Regions from separate parts of the Sus scrofa genome. Here region 2 is linked to region 1. A link is a contact called in public Hi-C data. All regions are on one chromosome and are shown on one strand. The core of a region is the stretch at or near the end of the contact, and the rest is flanking DNA. Distances in the headings are between cores, read along the strand shown. Region 1 holds the start of DTX1 (E3 ubiquitin-protein ligase DTX1). Region 2 overlaps RASAL1 (rasGAP-activating-like protein 1).

Region 1 (5,563 bases), core at 841-3,340:
GGAAAAAATCAAATGGGGAAGTGCATGGAGAGCCCTTTCACTGTGATGATTTGAGTGCTAATGCTCTTCTAGGCTCTGTGTTCAGTGAGCACAATTTTATTTAATTTTCACACAGCTGTGAGAGACATCAACCCATCCATTTTGCAGATGAGGAAACTGAGACTCAGAGAGGTGATATAACTTGCCAAGAGCCCTATACCTAATATAAGAGGCTGGATCAGAACACAAGTCTTAAATTGGACTAAGCCAGACTGTCCCTTTTTCTGAGGGTTGGGGGCAGACCAGCAGATTGGCTTTCTGCAGATCTGGGCTCTCTCCTCAGGGATGCTGGGGGCATTTCAGCATCCCACTGAAAGGTGGTGTGGTGATAGTGATGGTGGTAGTGGGGTGGGGAGGGTAGCGAGTCCACTCACCTGTGTCCTGGCGAAACTGGTGCATGGACTGCAAGTCGATGATGTAGGGCACCAACTGGGCGTCCACCTGCCCCAGGACCACGGAACCCCGGGCATCCTCCTTAAGCACGTTCTCGATGTGGTGGCACACAGTGGCCGTGTAGGGCCGCCAGCGGCTGTGCTCATTCAGCCACTCCCACACCACCACCCGGGCCACATTCTGCGGTGGGAAGCCCAGCCCGTTCACCGGCACCATCACGCCCTGGCCTGGCTGTGACATGGCCGCTGTTGCCTCAGGGGCCAGGACCCCGCTATATTCCTGGCCCAGCTCCTTTTGGGCCTGGGATCCGGTGGGGAAATTCCTCTCTCCCCAGGGAGGACAGCAAGGACTGTCTGGCCTCCTTTCTAACTCCTGGCCCTCTCTGAGGCCCAGAGGCCTCAGTTAAAGGAGTGTGGGATGGTGTTCCAGGCTCCAAGGACCCCTTGGCGGCAGAGCTGTCTCAGATAAAGGTGCTTCTCTGGATGAGCAAGTGTCTTTCTTCTGATGGGGAAAACGGCGCTCTCAATTCCTTGGTGTCCCCAGCTCAGATCAGGGAGTGAGGCAGACGCCACTACTTTAGGTCCGGGCTCTCTCCTGCTGGTCTCCCGTTCTTCCTGGCCGCGCAGGGCCTGTCACCCAGGAGGCCCGGCCCAGCCTGCTGTTCTCTGCAGCGCCCGGCCAGCCCTCTGCGCTCCCAACTGCGTCCCAGACCCCGAGCCTGGCTCCAGTTGGGCTGCTTGCCTTGCCTCGGGTCCGCCCCCCCCGACGGCTTCTGTTGAAGGGGGGCGTCCCCGTCCCCCTTGTTCCGGATCCACAGCGTCCTGGAAGGCCTGAGTGGCTGAAGAACGCACGGGGGAGGGGGGAGGCGCGTATCCCCAGCCTGGCGGCCCGGGCAGCGGCTCCCGGAGCTGGGCTAGGGGACGAGGGGGGCGGGGGCCCGTGGGCACGCCCCACCCCACTCGTGCTCGCGACCTGCCAGGAAACAAGAAGGGGAGAGGGCCCTTTAAGAATAGAGCGCGGCACCCCCTCCCCCCTTCCCGGGAGAGCAATCGGCTGAGAACAATGGGGAACCGATGGGGGGGGTGAGCAAGGGGGGCTAAAGGGGGTCGCGTGGTCTCGGTCCCTAAGGGCAGGCCTGAAGGGAGGGATGGGGCTGCGGGCGAAATTTTCCGAGCCTCCTCGCCTGCGGCGCCCCCTCCTCAGCTCCCTGAGCGCTCCCCTCCCCCGGGGCCCGCACGCCCAGCCGAGGGATGCAGGGTGCGCGGGGATATGCGAGGATGCGCGGCGCTGCAGGCGCGGCCCAGGGCCCCTCGGGGGTCGCGTCACCGAGGAGGCGAAGCCGGGAGCTGGATGGTCAATGCCTTCCGCCCTGGGGGTAACAGTCCCCCTTCTCCAGCCCAGACCTCCCCAAAGCGCGCGCGGACCTCCCAAAGGAGCCGGGGGTGGGGTCCCCAAGCACCCCGCGCTCTCACCGCTTCTCCTCTGCTCTGCCTTCTTCTCCGGCTCAAGCTCCAGCCCGGCCGCCTCCTGGGCTCCCCCCGGAGTGGGAGGGAGCCTCGGTCCCGCCTCCGCGCCCTTTCTCTCCCAGGCCGCGCACCAGGGCGCTGGGCTTTCGGCGTGCGGACCTACTACCCTGCCGACCGACGGACGCGTGTGCCTGCTGCCGGACGCCGGAATCCCGCGGGTGGGAGGCGGCCGCGGCCGCGCTCAGGGGAGGGAAGGGGGAGGGGGCGGAGAAGGAGGAAGGGGAGGAGACAGACCGCGGCCCTAAACGCTGACACGCGAGTCCCCGGGGCGCCCCATATCCTGGGCTAGGCCCACCTGGGACCCCAGGAGGCCTCCTGACCCCAGCATGGTGCGAAGTATGGACTGGGGTGTCCATGGAGTGCCAGCTTGAATCTTAGTCATGGGTTACATTCCAGTTGCCCAGTCCAGGGCCTGTACACAATAGATGCTCAATAAATGCTTGAACAAATGACTAAGATCCAGAGATTGTTTAAAGAAAGATTTTGGAGGAGGGTAAGGGTAGGCCCACCGCCATATCATTCAGGGATGCTGCAAACAACAGGTGCTCAATAAATGCCAGATGAGGTTTGGCTGGATGAAAAGGGAGGCAGGTGGTGGCAGTAGCTCAAGTGTTAATGGGATGGCCAGCCCTCCTGTCCCTGGCAAGCTGGATGCAACTGAGAACCGCATAACATCTGGCAAGGGGATGGACCACCCGGAGCCTGTGGGTGTTTAGATTAGGGAGGATGAAGGATGTGTCCGGGAACTCCAGCCTGGGCGGCAGATGGGGGTCAGCGGTCTGTTGGAGCCTGTCCAGCACGGCCCACGCTCCTCTTCCTCTCCAGGGCAGATGGTGATGAACGGGACAAAGTCAGGGCAGACTGCTCAGGGGAGATTTCCCAGAACCTAACTCAATTCCCCAGCTAACTGGAGTGACTGCCTCTTCTCCAGGCCCCTGTTTTCTCCTGCAGCCCAGTGCCCAAGGGCCTCTCCAGATTGGGCTGTGATTCTGTTTGCTTGTGCCTGCTGCAGACTAAAGAGAGCGGCTCTGTCGGAGGGCAGGGCCAGCTCTGCAGTGCTATTGCTCCAACAGGATGGTTGAGCTCTGGGCATTTAGCCTAGGATTTCCAGGGGTCCATGAAGCCCCGCCCTCCCCTTACAGACAAACTTACATGTCTGTACTTTTTTTTTTAGCAGGGCTCTGGCTTTCAGCAGATTCTTCTCCACGGAGGTTGTGACCCCAAAGATTCAGAGTTGATGCTGTAACACCCTTATGTTACAGACAAGGATCTGAGGATTCCGGGATGGAGAAGAAACTGGCTCAAAGTTACATGGAAATTTAGCAGCAAGTTGGAAAGAACCCATGACTCCAGACTGTATAATGCTATTTAAGGTCTGACTAAATGTCACCTCCTCCAGGAAGCCTTCCCTGAACTTGTCCCATCTTCCTCTGTGTTCCTTTGCACATACCTTGATGTGACACCCTATATCACAATGAGCCACTTCAATGGAATTTGTCCCTGCTAGAATGAGCCATCCATGAGATCGGAGACTGTGTCTTACTCATCTTTGTGTGGTGTGGCTGGTGTTTATTACTTAATCGCTATCGTTTATTGAGTACCTATTATGTGCCAAGGCACTTTTGTAATGCTCATTCCATTTCACAGTTGTCCCACAAGGTAGGTAATATTGTCCTCATTTCACATATGGAAAAAAATCTCCTGGAGCTCAGAGGTTTGCCCAAGTTCCCACAGAGAGTGAGTGGTAGTGCTGAGATTTGAATCCCAAACCCTTTTGCACCTCCCACTTCACCAGTGGTGTTTTTTTCAGTCGTTAATGAATAGCATCCCGCTGAGGATCTGGAGCAGCAGGGCCCTAATGGCCCCCTCTCCACTGGGCTCTGGAGCATCTGGAAGTACAAAGCCCTGCTCCCAGGGCTTCCTGGGAGAAAAGGATTCTAAGGAGGTGAAAGGAATCTTTGAGGAGCTCACAAACCCCTGGGGAGATGGCTCAGACACCAGTAGAGAAGCCAGTAGAACAAAAGCAATCCATCATGAACTCTTTAAAATTTACTGTATGCCTGCATGACATGCCTAGCAGAGGAATCCCAGGATTTTCTCTTCTGTGTGTTTCTGTCTTGCTTCCTTGCGGCCATAATACCAGCTGAGGTCGTCAGTACAATTACTTCCAACTGATGAGATGGGAGAAGACAATTCTGCTACTTTTCTAGATCTTTGAGTTACACATCCAACCTGGGTCTGACTATGCTTCTTTAACCTGTATATGAGGGAACTTCCATATGTGTGGGTGCAGCCCTAAAAAGCAAAAACAAAGAAACATTGTTGGTGGGCATGTGAATTGGTGCAACCATGTTGGGAAATAGTCTGGCTTTATCTCCTAAAGCTGAGCAGATACATATCCTATGACCCAGCAATTTTCTTTTCTTTTTTTTTTTTTTTTTTTTTTTTTGCTTTTTTAGGGCCACACCTGTGGCATATGGATGTCCCCAAGCTAGGGGTCTAATTGGAGCTACAGCTCCCAGCCTACACCACAGCCATAGCAACACGCTGGATCCGAGCCGCGTCTGCGACCTACACCACAGCTCATGACAATGCCAGATTCTTAACCCACTGAGCAAGGTCAGGGATTGAACCCTCAACCTCGTGATTCCTAGTCGGATTCACTTCCATTGTGCCACGATGGGAACTCCTAACCTAGCAATTCAAATCCAAAGTACCCACTGTGGAAAAATTCTTGCCCATCTACACCAAGAACTACATGGAAGACTATTCACGGGGGTGCTGGCCACAGTAGCCCAAATTGGGAAACACCCACGTCCCCATCTATGGGAGAGCAGATGAATAAATTCCCATGATAAAATATTACTTGGCAGTCAACATAAAGGAACTATGGCCACATGTTGCAATGTGGGTGGATCTCAGAGAGAGAATATCCAATGAAATATGTTCCATTACATGCACACAATATCCTTTCGATTAAGTTAAAAGCAACTAGGGAGTTCTCTTGTGGCACAGCAGGTTAAGGATCTGCGGCATTGTCACTGCAGTGGCTTGGTTCACTGCTGTGGTGTGGGTTCAATCCCTGGCCCAGAACTTCTGCATGCTGCAGGTGTGGCCAAAAAATGAAAACAACTAAAAGTATACACGCATATGCAGTAATAAACTATAAAAAGCATACAAGGAGGAATAAGTTTAGGATTCAAGATGAGGATTAAGTGAGGACATCATGCTGGGGCAGAGGGAACTATGTGGTTAGAGGTGGATTATTGTCAAGGCTGTAGCTTTTGTTTTGAGTAGTGGTTTCACAGGTGTTTATTGCATTACTAAATTTAATAATTAAATGCTGATGAGTAGGGCTATGGATTAAGGATTATGATTAACGCTCCCCCCCTTATTTTTTGTGAACCCAGGTTAAAGGAAAAAAGCAAGCAAGTAGGGGAGGGGCTAGAGCATGCTGCTGATGGGGCAGGGGCAGGGTTTAAATTTTCAATCTGTCAAGGAAGGCGTCACTGGGGTGACATCTGAGCCAAGACTTGAAGGAGGGAGGTAGTGAACCACAGGTTAGATCTAGGGAAGGGCGGTGTCCTTGGCAGAGGGCAAAGCAA
Region 2 (5,563 bases), core at 835-3,334, 50 kb before region 1:
TTCCCCAGGCGGAGCACGAGGTGGGCCAGGCGCTCCCATTGGGCAGATGGGGACACTGAGGTTGGGGCAGGGCAGTAGCTTGTCCAGAGTCATATGGACAGGCAGGGCGGAGGTGGGACAGAACCTGGGCTGCCCACGCTGAAGTAGTGTGTGTCTTGACAGAAGTGGGGACAGCATTCTGGCAGGAACTGGGACCCAGGGTGATAATAATAACAACAGCTTGGAGTTCCCGCTATAGCACAGTGGGTTAAGGATGCAGTTTGCTGTAGCCGTGGTGTAGGTTGCAGCCCTGGCTCAGATTCGATCCCTGGCCCTGGAACTTCCATATGCCATGGGTGTAGCCATAAAAAAAATTAGCAACTAACACTATATATAGCCCTTTCTAGGGGTCAGACCTTGTTTTACATATTTATTACCTCATCTAGTCTTCATATCCACCCTGCGAGGTGGGTGCCAGTATATTATTCCATTTTATAGAGGAGGAAACTGAGGCCCAGAAAGCTGAAGTTGCAGAGCTAGAAGTGAGTGGTGAGGGGGTAGGCACCCAACCAGGCCGACTGCTGAATATGTTCTCATAACCACCAAATAATAAGGTCTTGCACAAAGTAAGCACCTCTTAAATTCCAGCTCTTAGAGACAGAGAGGGAGAGAGAGATGCATAGCATTCAGTGGAAGACACTTAGAGTCTAAAAATTAATCTCTCATGTGCTTTTCCAACATGGATACAAAAGTTGAAAATCCAGGTGCTGTAGGGTTCAGGCAGGTGAGGTAATTGAACAAAGTGGTCAAGGTGTGGGGCAGTAGGGAGTGGTAGGGACTGTGGCCAAGTGGAGCTTCCACAGCTTGTCTTAAAAGGGCATCTCCAGACCGTCAATTATTGCCATGTAGGAATGGGAACCCAATATTGCCAGAGCTTTAGAGATTTTTGTTGTTGTTGAGCCAGCAGTCAGATTTTATGTGAGATATCTCATTTTTATTTTAATTTTAATTTTTGCTTTTTTAGGGCCGCACCCACGGCATGTGGAAGTTCCCAGGCTAGGGGGCTAATCGGAGCTACAGCTGCCGGCCTTTGCCACAGCCACAGCCATGCCAGATCTGAGCTGTGTCTGCGACCTACACCACAGCTCATGGCAACGCCGGATCCTTGATCCACTGAGTGAGGCCAGGGATCGAACCCGCAACCTCATGGTTCCTAGTCAGATTCGTTTCCACTGCTCCATGACGGGAACTCCGAGATGTCTCATTTTTAAAATTTCGATTCTGGAGCTCCCGTCATGGCTCAGCGGTAATGAACTAGACTAGTATCTATGAGCACGTGGATTCGATCCCTGGCCTCACTCACTGGGTTAAGGATCTGCATTGCTGCAAGCTGTGGTGTAGGTCGCAGATGTGACTTGGATCTGGCATTGCTGGGGCTGGGGCTGGGGCTAGGGCTGGCAGCTGCAGCTCTGATTCAACCCTTAGCCTGGGAACTTTCATATGCTGCGGGTGCAGCCCTAAAAGACCAAAAAAAAAAAAAAAAAAAAAAAAAAAAATGGCACTAATTCACCTAACAACAACAAGGCAATACTTTGAGCCAATCATTGTCTGTTTGCAGCTGGACTGGTCCATGGGTTACCAGTTTGAGACCTCCTGGTTTAATGCTCAGCATGCCTTCTGACGTGGCTATCCTTGTCCTTGCTTACAAAGACATCACGTGAGGCTAGCTCTCATATAGTGGTGACATAATAGAAGTGCAGACTGGGGGTTCACGTTGCAGAAAGATCTATAACCTGCTGAAGGTTGGAGATGTAACGGCCCAACCCCTAGAGCTTGGGTTAGGAGGTCTTAATTATGCCCCACCTCTTCCCACTTCCTGTTGATAGACGGGGAAAGCCAAGGCCCAGAGAGGTGAGGCCCCTCGGCCAAGAGTTATGGGCTTGAGGCTAGGCCTCCCGACTCCCAGTGGCAATCTGTCTCTTCTCCCCTCACCCTTGCTGAGGAGTGAGCGCCAGGCCTCCAAACTGGGACATGGCTGACTGCCGCCCCGCTCTGCCTGGCTCTTGCCTGGGCTGTGGAAGGAGGTGCTAAGTGGGACACAGCCACGTGGCAGGGAGGAGGGGAGGGAAGAGGAGGCCAGCTCCCCAGGCAGCCTGGCTCTTGTGGGAGGAGCCAAAATCAGTGACATGCAAGTGTCCCCCGGTTCTTGGCCCCCACAGTGGGCAGAGGCCACAGGCAGGGAGAAGAGACTTCCTGGGGCCCATGAGGGTGGATGGGGTCAGGGGAGCCCAAGGGAGCCCCTTTCTCTGCCACTCTGACACCTGTTCCTCCTTCTCAAGAAAGGAGGAAGTTGGAGTTCCCGTTGTGGCTCATTGGGTTAAGAATCCATCTAGTATCCATGAGGATGTGGGTTTGATTCCTGGCCTTGCTCAGTGGATTATAGGATCCAGTGTTGCTGCAAGCCGAGGCAGAGATCACAGAGGCGGCTTGGATCCAGTGTTGCTGTGGCTGTGGTGTAGCCTGGCAGCTGCAGCTCCGATTTGACCCCTAGCTTGGGAACCTCCACATGCCGCAGGTGCGGCCCTAAAAAGACAAAAAGAAGAAGAAGAAAGAAAGGAGGAAGTTAATGAGCTGATGTCAACGGCTAAAATTACCCTGAAACTTGGCGGCCAGGGGGTGGCAATCTGGGGGGCAGTTCCAGGTTCCAGATAAGTGGAACCTCTGCCCCCACCTCTGGGCAGCTCCAGGAACCTGGGTTCCAGCAGGCTTCACTGTCAAGGCAGCAGTGCCCCAGGAAGTTGGCATGAACCCAGAGAGGGTATTGTCTTATGTGTGAATACAGCCCCTAAATAAACACTGCAGCACATCTCGGGCTAAATACAGCTGGTGAGTGTAAGGGGTAGGTGAGGAGCCATTTGGGGGGAGCCAGCACCCGAGATAGAGACACACCCTCTCCCTGAGTCCCCTCTGCTGGAGCCAGGGGGAACCAGCCTTACTTGAAGGTGGGCCAGGCCTGGGACTCCTAGGGACAGGCACCCTACTTTACAGTTTGTAGAGGGCAGAGGCTGAGGCTGGGGCCCAGCTGAACTGGGTTCATTACCGAGCCTCAGTTTCTTCATCCAGAAGATGGGGATAATCGTATATCCTCACGTTCGAGGAGTAAATGTGATAGCTGAGGCTTAGTTTCTGATATTCAGTAGCTAGTGTGGAGTGCAGGAGAGCGTGGAGAAGAGCAGAATTCAAATCCTGCCTGGGTTCAAATCCCAACTACCACTTAGAGCTGTGTGACCTTGGGCAAGTGACCTTCCCTCTCTGGGTCTCAGTTGCTTCCTCTGTAAAACAGAGATATAGCACCTCCTGGGGTGAGTATTAACTAAGCAAATGTATGGAGAAGTATTTGGCTTGTTGCTATCAATTATCCGAAATCACAGATCTGGGTTTGAATCCTGCTCCCTCTACTCCTCAGCTTTGTGACTTTGGGCAAGTCACTTGACATCTTTGAGCTTCTGCTTCCTCAACTGTAAAATGGGAATAATGATGATGCCTTCTTTATAGGGCTGTGCCCTTAGCACAGTGCTTGGCCCAAAGCAGACTCTGAGGATGTTTGGCTAGGTCTCACTGAGCAGCATGGGTGTTATTGCTCCAATTTTCAGGTGGGAAAACTGAGGCCGAGAGAGGAAGAGCCTCCTTGGCAGACCAGGTTGGCCTCCTGATCTGTCTCCCATTCTACTTCCCCTCTGCCACCAAACTAGTCCTTGCTGCCTCACTTTCCCCAGCTGGGAAGTGGATTTTGAGGACCCCTCTTACCTGCTGCTCCTCTCGGCAGGATGTGAAGTACCTGGCCATAAGTGGCTTTCTCTTCCTGCGATTCTTCGCACCTGCCATCCTCACCCCGAAGCTGTTTGACCTCCGGGACCAGCACGCAGATCCCCAGACCAGCCGCTCACTGCTGCTCCTTGCCAAGGTGCCGGCAGTGGGCCCCCATTCCTGGGTGCCCTTAGCCAGAGAGAAGCATGGGGGGAAGAGCTGGGAGGCCAGACCCATGGAAAACCCAAATGAGACCCAGAGAAATCTTTTGAAATGTCACCATTAGCTTTCCATTCTGAACGTGAAGGCATTCATTTCACTAACTTCCTCTTTGGAACAAAAACCTTCCTCTTCCAGGGAGAGGTGGAAAGCAGGCTGGTAGTCATTTATACCTTAGTATATATAAATCAGACAATCCTTTGCAAAGGGGCCATATCTGAGATTCTAATGGGCTTGAGTATGCATGATGGGATCAAGCAGTCCTGGGTGGGATGATCTGGGTTCAGGAGAGGACAGAATAAAAGCACTGGGGGAGTTCCCTGATGGCTCGGCAGGTTGAGGACCTGGCAGTGCCACTAATGTGGCTTGGGCTGCTGCTGTGGCTTGGGTTCAGTCCCTGGCCTGGGAACTTCTGCATGCTGTGGGCGTGGCCAAAAAAAAAAAAGCACTGGGGATCTGTGCACAGAGAGGGATAGATATTGTCCAAAGCAGGTGCGGCTATGAGTTCTCGCCTTTCGTCGAGCACTGATTTTGGAGCCAGTACACCGGGGCTCTATTTGGGGTCTGCAGAGGGCCTTCCCCCCTGCAGTGACCCTGGCCCTGACATCCCCTGCTCCTTTGCTCCAGGCCGTGCAGAGCATCGGAAACCTGGGCCAGCAGCTGGGCCAGGGCAAGGAGCTCTGGATAGCCCCCCTTCATCCCTTCCTGCTGCAGAGTATTGCACGTGTGAGAGACTTCCTGGACCAGCTGGTGAACGTGGATGGGAAGGAGGGTGAGTTCCTGGGGCCCTGCCATGGCTGGCTTGTCCCTCCACTGGACCTTCAGCACCTGCCTTTCTTACCACCCCTCCCCCATCCCTTGCACTGAGACTGTTGCCCTGTAAGTCAGCTAGTCAGTCAACTAACATTTCCTGTCACATACTGTGCTGGATCCCAGAGATGAACAGACTCAGATTATTCCAGCCCATGTGGAGTTGTCAGCGGGGATTGTGAAATGGCATTCCCGCAATCGACAAAGACCTATGAAGTGCCTATTATGTAATAGATGCTAATCCAGGGGCTGGCGAAACAGGAGTGAACGAGATAGAAGAAACTCCTGCTGTCATGGAAGTTTTATTCTAGTGGAGACAACAGGCTATAAACAAGACGAATTAGCAAATCATATGGTGTGTTAGGGAGTGATACATGCTAAAGAGAAAAAATAAAGGAGGGAAGGGAACATTGGGCTGAAGGCGACAGGTCAGACTTTTAGAGAGGGTGGCCAGGAATGGCCTCCCTAGGGTGACATTAAAGACCTAAAAGGGGGCAGAGAGAAAGCCGTGAGGATCCTGGGGATGTGTTCCAGGCTAGGAACAGCATGTGCAAAGGCCCTGCAATGGAGACAAAGAGTGACAGTGAGGGGGCCACTGAGGAAGAATGAATGACAGGCAGTGAAGGAGCGGTGAGAGGGGCAGATCATGTGGGGTTGCTGGAAGGATTTTGGCTTCTACTCAGAGTGAATTGGAACCACAGGGTAATTTGGAGCAGAGGATGCGGGGGCGGGGGTGGTGGTAGGGGGA

The links. A called contact is a pair of places that touch in the nucleus more often than the background predicts.
Region 2: a Hi-C map of retroperitoneal adipose tissue shows a contact between it and region 1, with 1.7 times the contacts expected there. The contact joins the enhancer-like site here to the promoter of DTX1 in region 1. A contact is called at or near these places in 2 of 5 promoter capture datasets (fetal liver and liver), 23 of 47 Hi-C or Micro-C datasets (adipose tissue, alveolar macrophages, blood and 13 more) and 1 of 2 datasets of contacts at active chromatin or transcription factors (alveolar macrophages).

The regions. Positions count from the first base shown.
Region 1 is chr14:38,556,232-38,561,794 of Sscrofa11.1, reverse strand. It overlaps DTX1 (E3 ubiquitin-protein ligase DTX1), which reads right to left and starts at 2,090. Exons shown (of 12, transcript XM_021072393.1): 1 at 1,905-2,090; 2 at 414-1,404. The coding sequence starts at 672.
Region 2 is chr14:38,605,897-38,611,459 of Sscrofa11.1, reverse strand. RASAL1 (rasGAP-activating-like protein 1) reads left to right here. Exons shown (of 22, transcript XM_021072391.1): 14 at 1-20; 15 at 3,806-3,943; 16 at 4,633-4,777. Among named protein-coding and RNA genes, the nearest start is that of RASAL1, 25 kb to the left of the region's middle. Within about 2 kb of position 2,084, at least 5 of the 83 cell types and tissues checked have an H3K27ac peak or open chromatin away from gene starts, as enhancers often do. A contact at or near this core is called in retroperitoneal adipose tissue, where this site is marked.